Linked DNA regions of Arachis hypogaea: regions 2 and 3 are each linked to region 1. A link is a contact called in public Hi-C data. All regions are on one chromosome and are shown on one strand. Each heading gives the region's core, a stretch centred on a gene start, on an enhancer-like site or on the middle of the called end of the contact. The rest is flanking DNA. Distances are from core to core; before and after follow the strand shown.

Region 1 (2,760 bases), core at 73-2,572:
ATTTGGTGGAGACATTTTAAAAATTTTTTCAAACAAATCGGTTCGGTTAGACCGGTTCTCGTCGGTTTTGATCGGTTTGATTCGGTTCATACCGGTTTTCTTTCTTAAACGGTTTAAGGAGTAAACCAAATCGGTTTAGGATCTGATTCACCAATTTTCTGGTTGAATCGATAAATTCGGTTCGATTTTTCTAACTTTGGTTTGATAGATTTGACTAAATTATCGTTATTAACTATTAACTTTACATAAAAACAACTGCATGTGAAATTTTTTCTTGGAATAATATTAACTTTTATGTTAGAACATACAAGAGGTAGAAGTTTAGTGTTCATAAAAAAATTAATAATTATGAATTATAATAAATCTTTCTTAATTTTAGTAAAAACTACTATTATATTTATAATGATTATTTTTAAATTAAAATTTATTTTATGTTTATATGATTTTTCACAATAAATATTTTATCATAAAATATACAAAAATAAATTAAAAGATCAAATTCTTTTGAAGTAAAAAATTCGATAAAATAAAAAAAGTGAGAGTTTAATTACTCTTAAATAAAAATTTTGGCCTTTTGAGACTCACACATAATAAATTATAAATTTAATATCAATTAATTATTTATTTCATTATTTTATAAATTTCTTTATTTTAAAAAATATTTTTTTTAAATTTAAAAAATAATATCATATATAATACTATCTTTTTATTTTATTTTATTTTATTTTTTGATTTTATGTTGAAAGTACATCATACCAGTTATAAAATCTTTTTTTTAGAATTTAACTTAGTTTTAGTGTTTTACTCTTTAATGTAATATTTGTTCAAAGTTTAACACAAATTTAGGGTTAACATATAAAATAGTTTAGTGTGTATTTGGATTAAAATTTGTAAATAAAAATTTGTATTAAATTAATTTTACAAACTTGATTTGATTAGAAGTGAGTTGGTATTAATCGTAACTTATATTTGGTAATTTTATATCAAAATGAATTATAGTAAAATGAATGTTATTTTTTTTGTGTGACTAAACAGAAAAGAAAGAGAAAAAAGAGGCAAAACCAAATTAAAATTACCAATGTTCTGAAAATCGGTTCGAACTAGCCGGTCAAACCAGGAATCAATGACAAATACAGTTCGGACAAAAAGTAAAACCGCCAATTTTAAAAATCGAAATTAAACCGTCGAACCGGTCAAAAACTGATCGGTCGAACCGAACCGTGACCCGACCGATCGAACCGAACCGTGACCCGGCCGGTCGAACCGAACCGTGACCCGGCCGGTTTTTCAAATTTGGGCCAAATGCTGCGTTTTGCATGCTGAAAGGGCCAAAGGGGAACCCTAGTCACCCACAGAAGCACAGACGGCAGACGCACTCACCCACTCACGCACTCACCCCTCTCCTCTCGAGCCTCCACTCTCACCTCTCACGTCTCCAGTCTCACTCACCTCGAGCTTCCGGCGCAACTTCCGTCCAGCCATCGCCGCCGTCGCCACTTCCGTTGTGCTAACGTCAGCTAGCTCTGTTCGCGCAGCCACGAACCGTCGCGAAGTCAGCCTTCGAAAATCGCAGCCACCGCAGGGGAGGAGGGAGCCTCTGCTGCGTCGCTGCCGTGCCTCCATCGCTGCCAATCCATCACCGCCGCTGATAGGGTTTGTTGGAGCTGCGCAAAGCCATCGTCGTCGCTGTCACGTGAGGAAGGAAGCGAGAGAGACCGAAGCTGCGAGAGAGGAGAAGTCACCCCCGCCGAAAGCCGCTGCTGAAGACCCCATGATAAAAGCGGTTCTACTTGAATCTTTGAAAGTTGTTCTGATTTTCCCACTATTGTTGCGATCTGCTACTTTCTTTGCAATTGTCTCTAAGCGTACTTGATTTTCTGGATTTAGAATTATTTTTTATTGAATTTCTGGATTTGAATTTTGAATTCCTGCTTGATCTGCAATTTCTGTTGATTCTTCTTGTTGTTGTGGTTGAAATTCAAAATTGAAATCTGATTCTTCTTCTTTATCAATTCCATATTCTGGACTTGTTGATTTGTGAACTGATTTTGTGAAATTGAATTTGTGATCTGTTGTTGGATTTGTTGCTAAATTGCTTGTTGAATCTGAATTTGCATCGATTTAGGCCTTTCTTTCTTCTTGAATTTCTGTTGATGCTGCTGCGATTTCTTGTTCTGTTGATAGCTGAGATTTGGTTGCTTCTTGATCGATTTGTGGTGGTTGCTGTTGTTGCCTTAGTCTAGCTTTAATCTCTTCCCACTCAATTTTGCATTCTGCAACTTCATTCCAGCAATTTCGAATGTTTCCAAATTGGCAAATGGATTGAGCGCCTATTCTCCATCCATAACCATCTTTTCCATGGAATATTGGAAATTATCTTCAGATTGTTGAGTTATTTGTTTTTCCATGAAAAAATGGAAGAAACCTCTCAACCAGAGCACCAATGTTAGACCCCTCTTTGAGTTAGGGAGAGAAACTCCAAATTGAACCAAGTTCAATATCAATTCATTACTTCTTTATAATACATTGATAAAAGTCCCTCTTAGAGCAGGTGTTTTATTTGCCATTTTCATTTCAAGTGGATGAATGGTTTCATTGAATTCAATTTTTGTGCTGCAGAATAAGGTAAGGGATTGTGAATATGAATGAATGTGATAAAATTCTGAATATGAATAAATATGATTGATGACAAATTTGGATGTTGACATTTTATGTTTGGTTGGTTGTTTTTGTTATTTGATTTGAGTTTGTATTCGAATG
Region 2 (2,903 bases), core at 278-2,777, 160 kb after region 1:
AAATGGTTGCACGACGGACAGTGGCTGCGCGAACAGAGCTGGCGGTGGTCTCGATTTTCGAAGAGAAAAATGGCGGTATTGGCTGGACAAAGGTTGCGCCGGTGACTTCGAACGGCCCGAAGTTGCGACAGCGGCGGTGGCTTTAGAAGTTGCGTTGGAAGTTGCTTCGCGTTCTCCTTCTGCCCGTTGTGTACCAGAGACTAGAGAGTAGAAGGGTACCAGGTAATGGTAACTGGTTAGGGAGTTAGGGTTCCAAAATCCAAACACAAAGTGACAAAACGCTGCGTTTTTTTGCAAAATTCAAAAATCAGCCGGGTCACGATTCGGTTTGGCAATCCATCACCGGTTTCGGCTTCTATCCAAACCATCTTTAGCAACGATTTTCAGTTTGACCGGCTAGTTCGAACTGGTTTTCAGAACCTTGATAAAGACCACACCATTATTGTTGCGAAAAAAAAAAAAAGAGTTTCGGCTTCTATCCAAACCATCTTTAGCAACGATTTTCGGTTTGACCGGCTAGTTCGAACTGGTTTTCAGAACCTTTATAAAGACCACACCATTATTGTTGCGAAAAAAAAAAAACAAACCATTATAAACAATGGTAATTTCCGGACCCTCAAAATTGAAATTAAAAATAAGGTGCACCCCCATTATAAATGGTTTTCAGGTGAGAGATTTTTGAAAAGTTTCGTTAATTTGGAATGGCTTTCAGAAAATATTTTTATTAGAAGAATCATAATATCATAACCACAAAGTAAACTAAATAACTAAATATCAATATCCAAACATTTTTCTTTCCAAATTCAAAATTAGCAAATAAACACAAAATCTACCGTCATCAGCATAACTAAATTAGTAATTAGCAAAGTTCCATTCAATAAATTCAAATCTCCAATTCAACAAATTGATAAATTCAGGTCTCATCATAAATTCATGACCAAACAATTAGTCAATTACATTACATACATAGCATTATAAGAGATCAGAGCTTACAAACACATACAATTAACTAATTGTTTTTAACTAAATCATTTTGTACACAATAAAAACTAAATTAATCAAATCACATTTTTTATGAACAACAGATTAACAACGAAAAGAGTAAGCAAGAAAAATTAAGTAACCTTCAGTGTCTTCCAACGAGCAGAGTACGAAAGAGGAGCAAGAATGTGACGCGGAGAAGCTAGCGACACTGCGTCCTTCTCCTTATAATTACAACGCAGAGAACTAGTAGAATATGAGGGAGAGGAAGCAAGACTGCCGGCGACGAGCATGCGAGGGACGACGAAGTTGGACCAGGCGACGCGACAGACGACGAAGCTGGACCAGGCAAAGAGGTTGGCTACGCGACGAACAGGACCTGGCGATAGGTGACAAAGCATGCGGGACCAGGCGAAGAAGCTGGTGACGCGAATTAAAAAAGTTGGCGAAGAACGGCGGGACGGTGGCGATGAGAAGAACGGCGGTGGCAATGGAGGCTTGGGTTTGTCACCTCTTTTCTTTCTTTGAGAGAGGGAAGCAGCTCCGTGAGAGTGAGAAGGTTAAGGCGCCGCACTGAGCTCCTCTGCCGTTTGGGGAAGGGGATCCTTCGCTGAATTAGGGTTCTATTTTTCTCTTTTTTTTCCTTGAAAAATCAAAATGATAACCGTTAAAATTATTTTTGAATCGGTTCGAATTTCTCAAACCCATCGAATATCTAATTTTAATAAAATCGGTCTGGTCAAATCGATTTTCGCCAATTCTTTTCTTTATTCAATTCTATGTTTTGACTGGACCTGTCCTATAACTGGTTCACTAGTTCGGTCTAACTAGCCAAGTCGATCCCATGTTTACACCTACAATATTATCCTTAAAATGAAGTTTATTGACATCTGCAAAATTCAAAGAGAAGGAAAATGTTTAATATAAAACACTTTTTAAAACAAGAATTTTTCAGCACCTGCTGAAATGAGGTGGTGAAGGAATCCAATGAGATGTGTTGGCATTGTTGTTGAAAGAGCAGACACATCCTAAAGAATAACAGTGGCGGCAAAAGTTTGTTAAAAGTATATAATGATTGTTAATGATTTAATGAAGGTAATTATTTTTGTTGGTTTTTGTTGTCATTGGACTAGGTTGAGAAGGTGAATTATTGGTCAAAAAACTAATTTTAGGCTATCATATGGGCATGCTATTTTGAGCATGAAGATCTATTGAGTTGAAAAAGTATTTTTATATTTTTATTTTTAAATTTATAAATTTAATATCAATAATTAAAAAATAAATTAAAGAAAAGTAAAATATGTTAAGTTATTTAATATATGTAGAAAGTATAAAATAAATAAATTTAAATTAAAAAATTAAAAAAATTATGTTGTTATTATGTATAACAAAATTAATATAAAGATTTACTAATATTATTTACAAATTAGGTTTTTATATATTAAAATTATTTATTTTCTCAATTCTATTTAATTTAAAGTAAATTCAAAAATTTATATTCAAAACACTCTTTTTTTTATACATAATTCTAATAGATAAAAAATTATTTCTTTAACCTTATATTGAACATATTTAATTATCTTTGATTTTATTTTTATTTCAATATTATTAATTTTTATTTTGATATATCATCTCATCATATTATACACTATTATTTTTTCTTATTATTTTTTTTACATGTATAACTATTATTGTCTCGCCATCGTTGTTGCCTTGTTTTATTCTCATTCTTTATTTTGTTCTTCTATTAACCCCAACCGCAATCAATTACCACCATATCTTTATCGCAGCTCTCATTTGTGTTTATCACTTTGATCCATACATATCCATTGCGTTAACTTTTGCGTTGTTTAAAATTTTGTTAAAAGAATTATTTTTTTTTGTTTGATTTAGATATCTAGATGAATAACTATTATATAGAT
Region 3 (2,893 bases), core at 92-2,591, 230 kb after region 1:
TTTCCACAGTATCTCCCAGTCCAGCAGACTGATGACTAATCCGTCACATATCGTAGCTCTATTTAAGGATCCACCGTTAGCCAATGAGTTGCTTAATACACAAGACGAGATTCAAACCACTAATACTTGTTTAAGCGTACGAGTGAGCTGACTACTCAACCAACCCAAGTTGGTTTTGGTCATTGTCATTTGAATAACAAAATCTATTACTGTACATAAATTGAATAACGAAAATCTACTGCAGCAATCTATACCTTGGCCATTGTCATTTGCTCTCAATACAATAAAAACGTATTTGATGAGCGGCACCAGTGTAAGTGAGTATATAATCAAAGAAAGGGCTCCAATAACATCCTCCTGATCTTTAGCACCATGAGGAAAAGTATTGTAGAAAACGTACAAAGGGGAAGTTCCCAAATCTCCATAAACCACACCAAGACTCTGATATGCAAGCCGAAGAATTAACAGAGCCGAAAATTTCTGTAGAAATGGAAACAGAATTAACAAGGAACTTAATAGAAAATACTAATAGCCAGTACAATATCTTGTAATTGGATCTGGAATCAAGATTTCCAGATTGAAATTTTACCCAGAACAATATGTAGAAATCTGAATTTTAGTCTACTTAGAATTTAGGTTTGTGCTTGAATTTCTTTGGAATATTTGAAATAAACTATTATATAAAAGGTATGCTCCTATACCCCAATGGTTCACATTCAAAATAATTATATTGAATAATTTAACCTCTTTCCTTTTAAGATTTTTCAACATGAACCCTTTTGCAAGCATGGCACAAGCATATATCTACTGTAGTACCTAATTGAAATAACATATCTTTGAATTTCTATATCTATAGTATTGAATGCTGATTGATAAACCAGAAATGCTATCATTCAATTCCATCAATTTATTAAGGAATTGGTCCAGAAAAAAAGGAAAGAAAAAAAAAGATTTATTTAATTAAGCAAGACAAGATAGGTTTTAGACATTTCATAGTTTTTCAAATAAAACGAAAATCCAACTGGGGAAGAGAAAGAGAAACGAAGAGGAATATGAAAAAGAGAGAAAAAGCTTACTTTTTCTTTGGATATATTTCTGATCCTCACAGCATCGTCATCAATAGGCTCATCGAGGTTCTGATCTAAAGCCCACATGCTACCCTTTTTCTTTAGGTTACTCCCATATGCTTCGTTTGTTGTCAGCATAAATGAATCTGAAGTGGATAGATAAACTCCTTTTTCTTTTCCAGACGAGTGAGGAGAAAATTTTAATCAATCGACAAAAGCTTAACACCATTTACAGATTGAAAAAGGTGCATCAGATTCAGTTTTAATCATAAACGAGTGCACTCTACATTCTAAACTAACCAACAAGCATTTCAAGTTAATAGGTAACTGCAAATGCTCCAGTAAAAAGAAAAAAAAATGATAGATAATTGCAAATCCTAAAAATAGTAAAATGATAAAAGTCAATATATAATTACAAAAAAAATGATGATTTATTATTCATATTTCAAAGAAAATAATACATACAAAACTTAACTATTAAATGCATAATGCGTTCATATCCTATAATATTCTCAACTGTGCACAAAAAGGAAATATCACAAATGATACATCTTAAGAGGAATGGAAGAGGCACTATACATAGAAAATCTGACCAACATTTAGGAGACTCTCATGAGGAATATTGAAAATCACACTATGCTCCCTGCATATCTTCCTAAGGAATGCATATATATAATCAACAGCTATTTTCTTGTAGAATCTTGAATCCCTCCTTGCTCTCACAACTGTGTTTCCTAGTATGTGGACCACCCCGGCATCCCGGCAGTTGTTCAAGAATTCGAGTTCATCAACCTCAGTGTGGCTGCTTACACGATCGGATGACTGTACAGTGATATTCACAGGTGATGGAGATCTAACTGGTACTATTGAATCTACTGTCGAAATTGACAAGTCAACATTTGAGGAAGCTGTGTTGTCATTATTGTTGTTGTTCAACACAGCATCTCTAGACTCCACTGTTTGCTGGCCGTACAAACTGTACTCATCAGAATCAGAGAATCCTTCCATCATCGACTCGAGCTTAACAAACACAAAAAGATTATGGAATAGTTTCTTCTCAAAATCATCATCTTTCTTGTGCAGATCTTTATAGCCATACCGTGCCACACACCGGAACATGTGGAAGTTCTTGGGGCCAATCCTCTTTACAAGGAATCGTTCTTCTTCTGGAACGGTGTAGACAGGAAGATACTTGACACACACGAAAACCACCACAGAATGGATGGCTGGTAAGTTGGTGATGAAGTGGGAAAAGATGTGTGGTACTCCACTTGCAAGCTCTGTGTATACTAATCCAACTCCAGGGACACGGACAAGTCCCAAACTCGGTCCGAGGCCAAGAACCCATGCCATTGAGACCTTACTATGCATTTCAAACTCGTAGCGCTTCAGGGTACCATAATGCCAAACATACATTATAATGAAAAATACTCCAGCAATTACAAGCGGTGCCCAACCACCTTGATCAACTTTGAATAGTACAGCTGAGAAGTATGTGCATTCCACAACCAACGATGTGAGTGTGAAAATGACGACAAGAATCCAATGGCAGTGCCAGACTAACAGCATGATTAAAATCATGAGCAGTGTTGTAACCAGCATGACCAACACAACAGCAGTACCTGTAGTGACATTGCATATATATGAGATTTTAGATCAAGACGTAGCAATAAATGATTTAATAATTAATACGCATAATAAGAGTAAACCCCCAACTTGGTCTTATTGACAAGTCATGACTTTTGCATTGGACAATCTCATCCTTCACCATTTTCATTACAATCGTCATTTTCTAATTCTAGAGAAAATTTGGACCACCTTTTTAC

Evidence for each region. Hi-C and Micro-C count contacts between places; a contact is called where the count stands out from the background.
Region 2: a contact with region 1 is called in a Hi-C map of leaf, with 5 times the contacts expected there. The contact joins the enhancer-like site here to the promoter of LOC112741832 in region 1. A contact is called at or near these places in 4 of 8 Hi-C or Micro-C datasets (leaf and an unstated tissue).
Region 3: a Hi-C map of an unstated tissue shows a contact between it and region 1, with 3 times the contacts expected there. The contact joins the promoter of LOC112741829 here to the promoter of LOC112741832 in region 1. A contact is called at or near these places in 3 of 8 Hi-C or Micro-C datasets (leaf and an unstated tissue).

The regions. Positions count from the first base shown.
Region 1 is chr14:23,068,754-23,071,513 of arahy.Tifrunner.gnm2.J5K5, reverse strand. It overlaps LOC112741832 (glycerol-3-phosphate acyltransferase 9), which reads left to right and starts at 1,322. Exons shown (of 13, transcript XM_025790961.3): 1 at 1,322-1,783.
Region 2 is chr14:22,908,460-22,911,362 of arahy.Tifrunner.gnm2.J5K5, reverse strand. No RefSeq gene overlaps it. Among protein-coding and RNA genes, the nearest start is that of LOC140178537, 12 kb to the right of the region's middle. Within about 2 kb of position 1,527, at least 2 of the 3 cell types and tissues checked have open chromatin away from gene starts, as enhancers often do.
Region 3 is chr14:22,842,920-22,845,812 of arahy.Tifrunner.gnm2.J5K5, reverse strand. LOC112741829 (potassium transporter 11-like) reads right to left here and starts at 1,341. Exons shown (of 10, transcript XR_011870817.1): 1 at 1,077-1,341; 2 at 255-480. It overlaps LOC112741828 (potassium transporter 11), which reads right to left. Exons shown (of 9, transcript XM_025790953.3): 9 at 1,477-2,689. The coding sequence ends at 1,641.